Linked DNA regions of Gossypium hirsutum: region 2 is linked to region 1. Evidence: chromatin contacts called from public Hi-C data. All regions are on one chromosome and are shown on one strand. The core of a region is the stretch at or near the end of the contact, and the rest is flanking DNA. Distances in the headings are between cores, read along the strand shown. Region 1 holds the start of LOC107897388 (protein FLX-like 3). Region 2 holds the start of LOC107897394 (serine/threonine protein phosphatase 2A 55 kDa regulatory subunit B beta isoform).

Region 1 (4,672 bases), core at 1,047-3,546:
GTCATAATTTTAAAAACCGGAAGGGTGGATAAACACCATTATATACAACTAGTCTCAGTAGGAAAACGTTAGAAAATCGTATCAGATGGTGACAGAAATCTTGGAAAAACACAGGTCCTGAATGTAGCCAGCTAGCACAATTAAAAACATTCCCAGTACTCAAGTTTGACAGAGAAACTCCAACCAAACAGATACAAGTGAGATCATACCAGCAGCCCAAGGTCTACCATCAACAATGGCAAGTTCTGCACGTAGCTTTTCAACCTCACGTGCCATGGAGACCATGTTCTTCTCCATTGCTTGTCTCTGTTCCATCAGCTCAATATTTGCCTTCTTTTCATAATCAATAGCATTCCTATGAAATAAGTTTTAAATTTAGCATTTAAATATATGATTGGATATATTAATGATTAGCACTACAAATTAAATGCTCAACAAAATGGAAATACTTTTATTTGTTTGAAATTTAAAAAAAAAAAAAAAAGGAGAGAAAGGATTCAGTTATGTACCTTGCATGCATCAATTCCTGGTGCACGCCATCAATTTCTGCTCTCAGAACAGGTATCTGTTGATTATCAGCTTGCAGCCTGCCAACATCTTGTTTGAGAGCCTGAACTTGACCAGTTAGTTCCTGCTTATTATTATTCAGTTTCTGAACTTCTGCACGAAGTTGCACCACCTCTTTTTTAATTGGCTCAGTTGCACGCAGATCTGCTTCCAGCTTCAAGCCTTTGTCAATAAGTCCCCTTGAGTACAGCTCTTGCTCAGCACGAACGTCACCAATGAAAAGATTTAAACGATGAATTTCCTCTTTCGCAGCACCAAGCTCTTGTTGTATAGCTATTCGATCTTCTACCAGCCTGCTGTTATCAGTCAAAAGCCTCCGAATTTCTGCATGCTGCATTTCAAGTTCTTCCTCCAACAACACAGGATGAGGACGTTGTTGTGGCAGAGGAGGACCACAGAGGAAAGATCTTTCAGGAGGAAATCCATGCCGGTCATTGAATGCTTCGCGAGGAATGCGATTTCTTCCAGCCATTTTAAATTATTCTGGGAAAAAGTAACACAATAAAATAATCTTTAGTCAGCTTTTACAAATGTTGGAATTATTCTAAAATCAGCATTTTATGAATATGATTCCAAGTTCCGACCACAGATTTAGTATGTACTCATAGCATTTTCACAGAAAATGTGTTAATCAAAACCTTGATAAAATTTATGTGGTCTACTTCCAAGAGGAAACAACGCATTAACCACGCAGAAAGTGGCAACTGGATTCGATGATGATCTATAGTTAATAACCAGAATAAAAAGAGCTCAACTGAGTCTACCATACAACTATTGAAGAGAATTCAAAATGAATCTTATGTAGGATGCCAAAAATCAGAAGTGACAAAGTCCAGATTTTTCTAACTTTTCCTAATGTTTGAATCAATAATCTGGATTGACAGACATTTTTTGAACCATCAAATCCCCTACTCCATACACTTAAGGTGCCAAACTTAATTCAACCTTAAAATTCCCCCAAGTTCATCATGTTCAAAACTCCTATGGCAGAAATATAACAAGAAAGCTACCATTCTCTCGATTGGGACCCCCACCAATTCCATGAAAAAAATCCCCTTAAGTTGTCATCAAATACCCATCTCCAGAACGCTAGAAACCTTATTTCACCTAAACCACCTTGAAATTTCTAATCATCTATTTCAGATTGCAATATTAAGTTTCTCTTCTAGCAATTTCTGGCAGACAAATATATATATACACACATAGCAAAAATAAACAAACAGATGCAAGGAAGAAGGGGTTTTTTTGCCAGTAAATATGCAAGGAAAGAGTTAGAATATCAAATCCATTCATTTAAATAGATGAACTAGAAACATGAATTCCCAATAACATTGAAAAAAAAAAGAGAATCTTTTCTTCGCACTTGAGCACAATTGAGGGGGAAAATCCCGCTTCTTCTCTCTGCTTCAACACCGTTTTGCCTGCACAACCAAACAGAGAATTAAGCAACAAGAAGAAGAAAAATAAAAAAGAAACCTTATCTTGGATATGAGTCCCAAGCTTCTGGTAATGTTAATCAAAGCATAATAAAAAAGAAAAAGGAAAGAAGATGAACGGAAACCTGCGAAAATGATACGAATGATTAGGGTTAGTGAAAAGGGAGTTGATTCAAATATTAAAAAGAAAAAAAAACTTGTCTTGGGCGCAAAATTTGAGAAGAACAAGATAGCTTAGAGGCTTAGATGAAAAAAGCGAAGGTGTTAGCTGACAGTCGGCCAGACCTGTGATTCATAAAGGCAAATATTCTTTATATATTTTAATTATAAAAATTAGATTAATATATATACTAACGTAATATAAGCAGGATAATAATCCTATGTGTCACACACTTATAATTAACATGAATTTTATGTTAAGTTCAATTAATTAATATAATATAATTACAATTATATATTTTATTCAATAATAATAATATTAATTACAAACTATTTTCATAAATTATGTATAAACGAGTAAGGGTTATATAAAATTAGGATGTTAAGTTGAATTATATCCTTTATTAATCATTTAATTTTTTTTCCCCATTTGATACATCATTTTATTAAACTTTTTAACCCCAAATTTGTGTAATTAACTAAAATTCCCCGTCCCAGCCCTAATTAAAAATTGTGTATCTGGTTCAATACAAGGTTACAATTACTCCAACACTGCAACTCTCCAAATTTATTTTTCTGAAATTTTATCAGATCATTGAGGCTGTTATATTCATCTGTTAATTTACAGGTAAGTTTTCTTTGGCATATATAATATATATCCTTAAATATTTTATTTATTTTATTTTTTATATGCCATATATATAATGATTCGAAATTCCTCAACTATTAAAAAAGTTTCTTAAATATCAACTAACATATTTTATATTCCATAATAGCCACCTTGCTGTAAAATAATCAATTTACTCATTTTATTAATATTAATATTGTATTTATATAATATTTTTCATATTTATTTTAGTAAATTTCGCTAACATTCTCACAAGATATTCAAGTATGCATAAAATAAAAATTGTTATTTCAATCCCCTCATAATAATAAAATAATAAATTAATATACACTTGAATAGAAAAATAGACTATGACATTATTATGGTATCATTATGCCACATGTCACAATTTTATTCTACAGTTTATCTTAAACTTAACGGCGTTACAAAAAGTACCGATTTAATTGACAAAACAAAATTTGAGTATTAATCTGGGACAAAAAAACCTATATATATAATATATTTAAATTATTATAAAGATATTATATTCAAATAATTTTATACACATACGTCGCATGAGAAAAAAAACTAATTTAGGTCTAAATCTCTTTATATACCTTTTAGATTTTGCATAAAATATTTAATGGCAACATAAATTATAAAATAAAATTATAAAAATATGTTTGTTGTTTTTATAAAAAGATTTGTTTTTCAATAATTTTTTAATTGAATTAAAATCTGGTTAACGAGCGATATCAATAATTCAATCAACCCTTTAAATAATAGTATAGATAGATATAAATATACACTAATATAGTACTTTATGAGGAAGAATTTATTTATACCAATGTAAAGCTAAAATAATTTTACATCTTTTTATATTATTAATATTTTAAGGATCCAACTATCATATTTCATATTCTATTTATATAGATTATGCATGTCAAATTTGATATATATTTAAAAATTTTAACTATTTGTTTTATGTAAAAAAGAAACTTTCAATCGTTCAATAAATATTAATACATATATTTTAGATCGATATGATATGACTATCGGATTGCTTTAAAAATTTTATATGAATGACAAGTACAAATATACTGATAAATTCAATGGGTAGATTATTAGAACATTAATTGTACAAAATTTATATATTATGAAATTATATATACTTAAAGAAAAATTTATTTTTAAAAAATTAAAAAAGAAAAATTATTTACATACACCGATGTAAAAGATTACGTTAAATGTAACCAATATTCATAAAAATATTTTTATTTAATTTAATTTAATTTTTTAAAATATTTTGAAAATTATTCTCTATTGTAAAAATGAAATGAAATTAAGAGACAGGGAAGTTAGGGTTTCCACATCCTGCTGCAAAATTGTACATGATTTGCAATGGCATACTTGCTTCCGTATTAAGAGAGTACTTCCTCAAGAAAATTGTACATTTTCAACCAGAAAACAGAATGCATGAAATCCAGGAAACCAAACTTCCAAATTTCTTAAACAAACAAACAAACAAAGGCAATATATCCAAGTTTAAACAATGGATTATCAAGTCATAACTGTGGTAGGGATTTAGCTCGGATAAATTGTTTGAGTATAGCTTTCTCTTCGTCCAGCCGCTTCTTCTCCTCGGGATCTTTCGGTTTCACTTTCCTCTTCTCTTCCAATATATACTTAAAAAGTTCACGCTGTTGGCTCTCCGGAATCGGTTCAGGCAACTTCAAAGGCTGTGTGATGGATGATACAGGTGACTGGGTTTCAGTAACTGGAGTTGCAGTGACAGGTGTAGTTGATACAGGAGGACTCAAATCAACGTCATCTTCTGCTAAGTTCGTGTCCTTTTTCTTCGTTCTCATGAAGAGATAAGCTGCATTAATCATACACATCTTTA
Region 2 (4,726 bases), core at 562-3,061, 390 kb before region 1:
TTTGATAAACTATTAACTATTTCTGCCATGCCTTACCAAGAATAATTCACAGCCACTGTAGTATAAATTCTCATAGCCCTTTCACCCAATTATTCTGACAAGCTTAAGGGGGCAAAATCACTGTGGCAATGATGGGCTTAATTTGGAGACATGAGAAGGGAAAGGAGGGAGGGAGAGAGAGAGAGAGCAAATGACAAGCACTTAGACGATCACATTACCCAAGATAATGCTTTCCAAGAAAGAATTCTTGCCAAAGAGACTCATCATTCATTTCTTTTCTACAATTCAAAATTGAAATTTGAAAAATTTAGTTAAGACTATAAATTATCATCAACAGAATGTAATGTCTACACCTCAAACTTCCCATTTTTGTCTACTAGCTAATTCTTATAGTGTCATTAAGCTGAGTATCATCAAGCTATTTCTATAACTCTTTTCATAACGAAATGTCTCTGCTTATCTGTTTCAGAAGAAGTCAAGGACTTTGATGTTTACCCACCATATACTTACACAGGATTTAACTCAACTCGTTAAGCCAAGTTTCACTATTGACTTACTGAGACAAAATATGAAATTTAAACTATCAAAAAGGCCAAATATGAATACTCTTACATCATTCAACTGATAGTATAATGTCCTTTCTGTCCGTCCCATTTGCTAGAAAGTTTGCCATGACATAACCCTTTCATAACCAAACTAAAACACACCAAGTGAACTCAGGAGTACTTAAAATGTACCTGCCTTTACTTCTAGCATTTAAATAATAAACCCATGGCAAATCAATGTAGTAATCCATGCATGAATTAAGACTTAAAACGACATAAATAAACTCCTAGAACATAATCTAGCTCCATCCTAATAGAGTGATAATGCCCAGATTCCAGTTCCCATTCAGTGCTCAATACTATTAATCAGTTGCCATCACTGAAATCTGACAACCACATAATACGTAGAAAAAAAATTGAGTTTCAAACCACTATGGTTAATTTAATAGTACAAAAAACAAATGAGGCACAACTTATCTGTCCATGCAACATCACTAACTTCATCAAGTTCACTTCCACACTACTTTTTTTTCTCACAAAACTATTACCCAGTAATGATTCAAAGCATTGTCTCAAACCCAGTATTTTTCCCAAATCTAAGCAGCCGCAACACCCCCCCCCCCCAAAAAAAAAGTCAAGATTTTTTTTCCTTGCCCATTAACATAAACAACAATTACTCAATAGCCCATGATCCCAACTATGTCCCAATCACTAAAATAAACCCTAATTCCAATAAACCAGCACAATACCAATTAGATCCAAAAGCAAGAAGAAATTACCTTCTTGAACTTCTTCTCCAGCCGTTCGTTCACCAAATACCTGAGAGAATTTCCAATCCAATGGTTGTGGCGGGCCTGCCGGAGCTGTGACCACCTCATCTCCTCCGTTCATTTTTTTTTTGGCTTTTCTCTTCTTGAGTTTTTCAGTGTGTGATATTCAATAAAAAAAATATGGAAATTTTAACGAGCTAGATTTTACCACACTCCCAGAATCAAATAAAAAATCGCATATTGAGTTAGCTTTCCCCCCTTTTTTCCTCCTTAAATTGGAAAGGGGAACAATAAAATTTTGTTTTATTTCAAGTTTCAACCATTGGTAGTAGCTCGAAGAAAAACAAAAAAACAGACACCCAAATATTCTCCCTCTTATTAAAAAAATTGCTTGTTTTCTCTCTATCTGGGAAGGAGAAATTCGGGATTTTCAGATTTCCTGAGGATTAAAATGACTTCGTAGGAGAAGGAAAATACTATCTTAAACCCAATAATTTAAGCTTTTTCCCTTTAGTTTTGTATGTATAGATGATCAAGTCACAAGCTGTGACTTTTCTCAGTTTTTACAGTCGTTGATTGGTAAGTGGATCAAAGTGTTACTTTTTGTTCTTTTTATACATTTTCTCGTGCATGTAATCATTTTTTTGCTAATTTTTTTTTAAGACTTATGAGATTTTTTTATATATTTACTGTTAATATGTGAGGTTTATTTTTTAAATTCATAGCCACCCCTCTTAACAATGTCATATTTAAGATTTGAATTTGAGTCTTCTTATTGAGTAAGACCTACTAGGTTTAATGGAGATTGCATGCCCAAAAAAAACATACCAAAACTAATGTTTCACCTTTATTGTTTGATTATGGATTTTGAAAGGTTAAATTATGTTGTTAGTATTTGTACTTTGACAAATTTTGAAAATTAGGTCATATACTTAAATGTTAAAAATTATGTCTTCCTACTTAATTGAGTTAAAAATCCAAGTTCAATAATTAAAATTTTTAGTATTTTCTATCAAAATTTATCAATATGACATGTTAGTTAAGCTATCCTTATATGACAGTAGCATATGATTGACAAGAAATAAACATATTAAGTTGACAAATTTTAATCAAAACTACCAACAACGATAACAATCGAACTAAGATTTTTAAATTTAAAAAGTAAAATGATTGCATTTTTAACTTAAAAAGTACATAGAGTAAATATGAGATTCTATAAAAGTATAGAGACTAATATCATACTTTAACTATTTTGAAAATATGTTTTTAAATTCAATGTAAACTTTTACCTTTTGTACTTCTTTTATTTAATTAATTTTAATGTGAATTTTTAAAAGAAAAAAAAATAAGGACACTTACTTAAAATTTGATGTTTTGTGTTTTGTTATTTTTATATGAAATATTTAAATAAATTAGCCAAAAATAAAAATTTTAAACTTAAGTTTAAATAAAATTTAAGCATAAAAACTTTATTATTTTACTATAACTAAATAATTAAATGAAAATTTTATCTGTATTATATATAACTTGTTTTTTTTTTTACCAATGCAATGAATGAGATTATTGTATTTAAAATTAAATTTGTTAAATTATTTCATATTATTTTTTATAAATTTAAAAAATTATAAATAATAAGCTAAATTTTTTTAAAAATAATTGAAATTTAATATATTTCAAAAATAAATATATTAAAAATAATAAGAATATCAAATTAAATTATTGTAACAAATATGTTTTTCTTTATTTTAATAAAAAGGTTCAGAGGGAATTTCACTTATAAATGAAACAATCTTAAATTTGCTAGAAATATTTTATCATTATATAGTAGATGTATATCAAAATAAGAAGTTTGATAATTTTTAAAATTTTATTGTCTATTACAAATATAATTTTATTTCATTTATACTCCTCAAATCTATAAATATAAATATTAGAAAAATATTGTAAATATCCCTGTCGATGAATAAATTTCATATTGCTCTCTCTCTTCTCGTGTTTTTCTTATTCTTAACTCCTCCTCCTCCTCCTCCTCCTCCTCTTATTAATCTTTTAATTATTATAGAACAAGCTTTTAGCTGATTATATTTTTTTAGAGTTAAATTTATTAATTTATTTAATGAATGAAACTATAACATTCTGAGAAAAAAATAGTAAATACTCGTCGTAGATGGTGAATGATAAGTTTCATCAATAAAATAAAAGTTTTAGCTTCAACATCAATAAAATATTATAACATGTTGACAATTGACTTTGTCACAACTCAATCTTGACATATTTGGAGTGATTGCAAGCACTTAATACAATAAGTAAACTAGAGAGGACGACAACAAAATCATCCCTAATATCACTTATAAAACTAAGATTACATGCATAAGCAAGACTACAAAACGTGTTACAAGAGAAAAAAGATTTCTAAAATTAAAGACTTATTAAACAATGGAAAAACAAATAAAAAAATATATAAAACTGAAGATAACACAGGTCCAAATCGACACGTGAAATAATTTATTATTCTAAAATACTCTCAAAACATAAACAAAATAAGAAGGTGACAAAAAGCCACCTACTTTCCAATAAAAACTACTGGTGGCAGGTGAAATTTTAACGAATAACAGACACCATCATCTGTTAATTACGACTTGTGAAGATAACAAAGATACCCACATAATAAATTTGCAAACTGAAAAGAGAGAAGACATATGTAGTAAATAAGAAGAAGAAAGAAAGAAAGGGCTGATGGAAGAGAAAAAAGGTATGCGATAACTCACAATGATTATATTATTTTGGTAAACTAAAATACTTAAAAAAAAAACAGTAGATTTGTAAATTAGTTAAAAATAATTAAAAATATATTATAGTATATTTTAATCTACTGTTATTTTAAAATTTAAATAATATATTATTTTAATAAATTAATTATGAGTGAGCATATGGTATACTGACATTACATTTTTTTAACTTTAAAAGTAGAGTCATAAATTTATTACGTGGCCCATTTTTTATATTTTCTTTCTTTCTTTTTTTTATTATATTTTACATATAGTTGTGAAAATTTTAAATGCATTAACAATATACCAAACATATTTCATCAATTATACTACATTTTAATAATCTATAAGCATGATAATTATAAAGCGTAGTAATAAAGAAGATGCTTTTGTTTCATCAATATAATTATTATTAACCTATTTGTGAAGTAATTATATAATAATTAGACGATTGTTGAATATGTTTTATTATTGTTGTTAATCTCACAAAATATTAGTTTTCCTAAGATTATAAATTATGGTGTATGGAACTTTTCTGTAAGAAAATAAAATTAAAATATATTTCTAAAATTTTTCCCATAAAACAGAGGATTACATTTCTTAAAATTAAAGAGTTTTTTATAGAATAAATTATGATGTATTT

The links. Hi-C and Micro-C count contacts between places; a contact is called where the count stands out from the background.
Region 2: a contact with region 1 is called in a Hi-C map of seedling, with 2.1 times the contacts expected there. The contact joins the promoter of LOC107897394 here to the promoter of LOC107897388 in region 1. A contact is called at or near these places in 4 of 34 Hi-C or Micro-C datasets (leaf, petal and seedling).

The regions. Positions count from the first base shown.
Region 1 is chrA10:6,930,137-6,934,808 of Gossypium_hirsutum_v2.1, reverse strand. It overlaps LOC107897388 (protein FLX-like 3), which reads right to left and starts at 2,296. Exons shown (of 8, transcript XR_005903712.1): 1 at 2,129-2,296; 2 at 1,931-1,988; 3 at 510-1,050; 4 at 210-355. It overlaps LOC107897391, which reads right to left. Exons shown (of 3, transcript XM_016822844.2): 3 at 4,162-4,648. The coding sequence ends at 4,335.
Region 2 is chrA10:7,317,227-7,321,952 of Gossypium_hirsutum_v2.1, reverse strand. It overlaps LOC107897394 (serine/threonine protein phosphatase 2A 55 kDa regulatory subunit B beta isoform), which reads right to left and starts at 1,811. Exons shown (of 14, transcript XM_016822846.2): 1 at 1,325-1,811. The coding sequence starts at 1,436.